2 separate regions of the Mus musculus genome follow, and region 2 is linked to region 1. Evidence: chromatin contacts called from public promoter capture Hi-C data. All regions are on one chromosome and are shown on one strand. Each heading gives the region's core, a stretch centred on a gene start, on an enhancer-like site or on the middle of the called end of the contact. The rest is flanking DNA. Distances are from core to core; before and after follow the strand shown.

Evidence for each region. Promoter capture Hi-C pulls out the DNA fragments that hold promoters and counts their contacts.
Region 2: a promoter capture Hi-C map of trophoblast stem cells shows a contact between it and region 1, with 5 times the contacts expected there. The contact joins the enhancer-like site here to the promoter of Trpm5 in region 1. A contact is called at or near these places in 19 of 39 promoter capture datasets (the 3T3-L1 cell line, the HPC-7 cell line, cranial neural crest and 11 more), 1 of 484 Hi-C or Micro-C datasets (bone marrow-derived macrophages), 2 of 115 datasets of contacts at active chromatin or transcription factors (embryonic stem cells and stem cell-derived neural progenitor cells) and 3 of 9 other capture datasets (adipose tissue, embryonic stem cells and liver).

Annotation. Positions count from the first base shown.
Region 1 is chr7:143,093,271-143,095,970 of GRCm38.p6, forward strand. Trpm5 (transient receptor potential cation channel, subfamily M, member 5) reads right to left here and starts at 1,372. Exons shown (of 25, transcript NM_020277.2): 1 at 1,296-1,372.
Region 2 is chr7:143,423,193-143,425,892 of GRCm38.p6, forward strand. The region is part of intron 15 of Kcnq1 (potassium voltage-gated channel, subfamily Q, member 1); the gene reads left to right. Among named protein-coding and RNA genes, the nearest start is that of Cdkn1c, 37 kb to the right of the region's middle. Within about 2 kb of position 1,384, at least 5 of the 459 cell types and tissues checked have an H3K27ac peak or open chromatin away from gene starts, as enhancers often do. A contact at or near this core is called in trophoblast stem cells, where this site is marked.

The sequences.
Region 1 (2,700 bases), core at 122-2,621:
GGTGGGGTTTTTTTGCGGGGGTGGGGGGAGCTACATGACCCTGATCATTATCCTATGCCTGAATTCTGAAAGACAAAAAACAGATTCTTAATCCCAAGGCAGTGGAGACCTTGGAGGCTCTTACTAGCTGAGACGGTCACAGAAAGAGCCTGAAATAAATGTACTTCTCCGCCCCTAAGATAGGAAGAGCCCAGAGCACGACAGATCTGGCACCCAAATCCTGGGGTCCTGAACGTACTTGTCCCTAAACTCTCTGTGCCAGCTTACAGTGATATGTGGGTAAAACTAAGAAGGTCACTGCATGCATGAATTAGCATGGCACCCCTCATCCCCTTGGTGAAGAGACCTGACATTGCTGACAGAGCAGGACGTAGATACAACTATGAGGAGCTGGGTCCCCACCCCTACACCCCTCCCTCCTGCAGCCCCTGAGCTTGGGCTGAGTTTCCAAGGTGCTGCGGCTGATGTAATCTCCAAGTCTGAGGCTCACAGTTTGGATTGCCCTCCACCCAGACCCTCCCGAACAATGGGTAGCCCTTTCCCTTGCTCATGGCAGACTTGTCCTCATGATGCCATCCCTGATGGAGAACATGAGGTAGAAATGTGGCTAGAACATAGCTCCTGCTTGCCCTTCCTACCTTCTCAGCAGAGGACTGAGCGACTTTCTGGCCCCACTCCTATGCAAGCTGACCCTGGTGTGAGCTTACCTGCCCGTTCCTTCCAGATTCCTGGCATGTAGCTGCTGGTGCTGAGTGTTAGAGGCACTTACCTACTGCAGGCTGTGTTCCTCCCTCGATCCACCCACATGCCACACCCAGCACCTGGCAGCCAATGATGTCTTAGAAAGCTGGGCATGAGTGAACCTAGGGTACCACCCATCCACCAAGGGCTAGATTGGTGCCACTGGTCTGAGAGCACATCCAGGCTGGCCAAGAGCCCACTGTTACATGAAGAGGGGTTACATGAAACATGGGTCCTTTCCTCCCTGGGCTCTGCCTGGCACAGACGATGAGTACGGCCTGGGTGTCTGTACTCTAACATGAGATCAGAGGTCAGATGGGAATTCTGCTTCATTTCTCACCAAGCCTCAGTTTCTCTAGTTGAGGAAACAAGAACTGCCTTAAGGACACATGATCCATGAAAGGGTGTCTGACAAGTGGTCCCAATGATGATAGGCAAGCAGATGAACTGTCTCCTGAGGTCCCAGAAGGTCTGGAGATGTCTGCCCTGATCTGTGGTGTGCCACACTCCTGGAGAATCCTATGGTGTGAGTGAGCTGAGTACTAGCTACTTACCAGTCAGGCAGTCAGTGCCTTGGACTGCATGAGGACTGCCTCCAAATTGAGGCTCAGGGCTGTTGCTCGTGATGCTTCTCATGGCTGTGACACTGGCTTTTTTCCTGTTGATCTATCCAGCTCCTTCAACACGAAGTCCCGGTTTCTCTTCCTGTAGACCGAGATACTCATGCCAAGCTTCCAGGCGGTTGTGAATAACTGGGGAAGACCCTCATGACAGCTCTTGACAGTGTTTCTGTGAGCCCTTCCCCCAGAGACCACAGGATCTGGCTTTCATTACTTTGCCATGAACCCCAGGGGTAGGAGGATAGGGGTTGGGCAGCAGCCAAGGACCCAACATTAGCCACCAGAGGGCGCCAAGATCACAGGCAAAAACAGGACCTGGGTGGGGCAGGGAGAGGGGTCTCCCTCTGGCTTTGTCCTAAGCAAGAGGGCCACAGTTACATCACCATCTGAGCTAGCATGTCCCCTAGCATACCTGTCATGTTACCTTGACATAAGCCATGCCCATTTGATGCCCTTCTAAAATTACAAGCTGGGCTGGGGGCTCAGACCAGCTCTAGCCACTTGAGCCCTGAAGAGCAGGGACTATAAGCCTTGAGTGCTTGAGAGCTGTGGGGTACAGCTCTGGAGGAGGGTACATAGCGGGGGCCTAGGTGGAATGGCCGGATCTCAGTATAGAACAAGGCCAGAGTTCACTGGATTCTAGAAATCTAGCCTAAGTTCATGTCCACCAAGCAATCCAAAGCCTAGCCTTCCTATGTCTGAGGACTAGGTGGAGAATAGGAGTGCTTCCAGAACCCTTCCTTCATCTGCTGCTGCCCCTTTACCTCCATCTTTTGGACACTCGAAGGACTGCACCAAATATTCCCTAACCGTTCTAGGCCAATACCATATTATGGTTCTCCTTACCCACAACCTTTCATGGACCCCTGTGATCCTAATAATCAAACCCAGAAAGGCCCTGACACTTTTTCTTTTGCTCCCTTGGGGCACCACTCCTTGGAGCATCTCCTGCAGGCTTGTCACCACAGGCTCCCATGTCTTTCAAGGACCCCTTCACCCAGGCCCACACCCACACAGGGCACATCCCCTATAGCTCACTTCCCAGGCACCCCAGCAGCGTTGCTCAGTGCTGCTTTGTCATCTGAAATGACCTTTGCTTCCTCATTTGCCCATCAACAGCCACTTCCCCCATAGTTCTGCTGGACCCTGGGCAGCCCCAGCCAACCCCAAGTGCAGAATATGAAAGTATACAGAACATGTGCCCAAAGGCAGTTGTGTGCCTGAGCATGTGCATAGTCATGAGCCATATGAAGGCATAAGTGGGGTCTGGGGAGATAGCCATTTAGTGGGAAGCAGCTTCCAAACCATTCCAGGCCCTGGGCAGATAGACATTGGGCAA
Region 2 (2,700 bases), core at 134-2,633, 330 kb after region 1:
ACGTGCAGTCCCACCTCACAGGGCAACCCCTGACCCCCAAGCTTTGCTAGACAGATTAGCCAGCAAGCACCGTGGCCAGCTACCAAGATCCAGGCTAGAGCATAAATGAAGTACAGACATCCCGCTGGCCAACTCCCCCACAGGCCCTTCTGTTGCCAGGTTGGCATCTAATGGCTCTTTGTTGGGTATCAAACATTTTTAAGATAGCCCCTGAAAGTGGCCTATGAATGTCCCCCAAAGGCTATCCTCTCACAATCCTACAGAAGGTCCTAAGCTCACCAGCAAGGATTCCCCAGGTTAAATATGTTCCAGACCTTGAACCCAAGCCCTGGTATTCCCACCTCAATCCAAGTTGGCTTAGGCAATCTGGTCTGAACAAGGCCAGAAAAGCTTAAGAACTCAGCCACAACTTACTGTTCCTCACCCATGACAGCCAGGGCAAGCAAGAGATTCTATTTATGAGTAGCTAGACAAGCTAGGAAGATCCTATGGATGGCCAAGAAGACCCAGAAGGGTCCTACACATGACCATGAAATCCAGGCAAACTCTGAGGCGACTGGAGAGTTGAAGGAGTGGGCACATTCAAAGGAGCCCTTGCACTGTTTGCTGTCTTCAAAGGCCTGTCAAGGTGACAGTGGCACAGTGAGGTCCTAGACTCTAGACACTCTTAAGACTCTAGCCCATATCCTGCCCCTAGCAACTTGGCCAATACGATATCTTTGAACCCACACAGACTCCTCCAAACCCCAGTTGATTCAAGTGGGATCCATGGGGTCATTGTGAGCTTGGGAAATGTCCAGGGAAGCTTCAGGGACACCCTTGATTAGCACACACAGGCTTGATAGACCCTGTGGCAGCTGTCCCATAGGAGGTTTCAAACAGCCCCACCCCCACTCCCAAGAACTCTCCTTAAGGACTCTATCCACTAGCAAATGAGATGTGTCCACAGGTGCTCAATTGTGGGTTAGGAAACATTCATGAAGCCATCCATCTCCATGAGCCAACTGATGCTTTTCTCCTGCCTACTCAGATTAGCTGTGTGTTTAAAGTTGCATGAAGCTAGACCAAGACTAGCCTCAGACAACCCTCCTTTGGTACAGAACTCACCAAGGCCTTGGACCGGTCATGGACTCTGGCTTCACCTGCCAGGATCAACCTAGCTTTAGCTTCCACCCCCTGTACTCTTAAGCCCTGGCTTCAGTTTCCCCACGTGAGCCCTCCAGCCTGGATAATCCTATCCAGCCCTTTCAGACTACAAACAAGTATTAGGACAGAGAAGCCAGTACAGAAAGCATCAAAAGCCTGCCTGGGACACAGACTTCACTCATGACACACACTTGTCCAGGAAGATGGGATCCATTCCCTGCCTGCCTCTTGTCCTCAGGGCTCTAGTCACCCAGGTTTTGAGGCCAGCGGTCAGCAATTGGCTGAGTCATCCCATGGTTTTCCCTAAAGCAGCTTTGCAGGTTTGACAATATGACGCCATCTGTCAGAACCTCTGGCTCCATCCCTGCATCACAGGCATTCCCTTTACACTAGTTCCAAATATAGACATGAGGAAGACCCCTGATGTACTGACAGAGCATGCTGGAGGAACCACCCCAGGTGCTCAGCAGCTGAGGTCCTCTCTCTCCCAACCCCTGCTCTATTGCTTCTGCTAGGTAGGTTCCTGTATATCCCCCCAACCCTGCCCCCTCCATGAGTCTCCCAGCTGCCCTTGGGACAGCCCTGCTTCCTAGGTTATTATGCTAGGGGCTCTGGCCTCTCTGGACAGTGGGTATTTTCTTCTAGGAGAGAAAAGGAAGTAGCTGAGCATTTCAGGCCCCCAGGGCTGGGCTCCAGCCCCTTGCACAATGGCTCCTTCTTTCTAAGGAGTTCTCCAATGGCTCTTCATTGTGTCTCCTACAAGCACAGCAAGTGTGGCCTCTGTCAAGGGCCTACTCAGGTTCTGCCCTGCCTTTGTCTCCCCTCCAGTTCCTTAGCTACCCACCTAGTGCTTAGAGCAAAACAAGCCCTTTCCAGGCATGGGGTAAGGACCACACAGTCAAGAAATCTACTCAGTCACTGTCCTGACCCATGGGGACCTAGAAAGGTGGTGTTGTCCTAAAGTAGTACCTTTGAGTTACCTTTAAGGGTGGACATTATTTCATGAAACCACCCAGCCTCTGCCTGCTCAACCCTGAGCTGTCCCAATCCCTCTCTCCGGGTGCCAACCCCTCCCACAAAGCTCCCCTCCCCCCCGCACTGTGTAAGGTTCCAAACCCATCCAAGCTGAGCAGATAGCTTGGGACTCTGGGGTCCCACTCATCATGCCACCAGCCCTACCACCTCTTGGCCACAGGAACCCAGAGACTGTTCTAGGAGCTCCATAAGGTTTGTCCAGAGTCTCAAAGACCAAAAGGCCCGGGAAGGGGCTAAGAGGTGACTCTCAGCCACTAGGTCTACCTAGAAACAAGAGATAACTGTTAAGCACGCCCAGGTTTATGCATGTATGGACACACACAAGAACTCAATACTATACTGTACCCCCTGTACCCCAATAACAGATGCACATGAGGGTGACCAAGGGCCTCTAGGCATGGTACACACATAAATTCAACCCACAGCTATAAAGACATGTGACATACTCTCTTTCAGGCTTTGAATGCCCAGGCCCTAATATGGCCTGCACTAGGCTGTCTCTAGCACCAGGTTCATCTC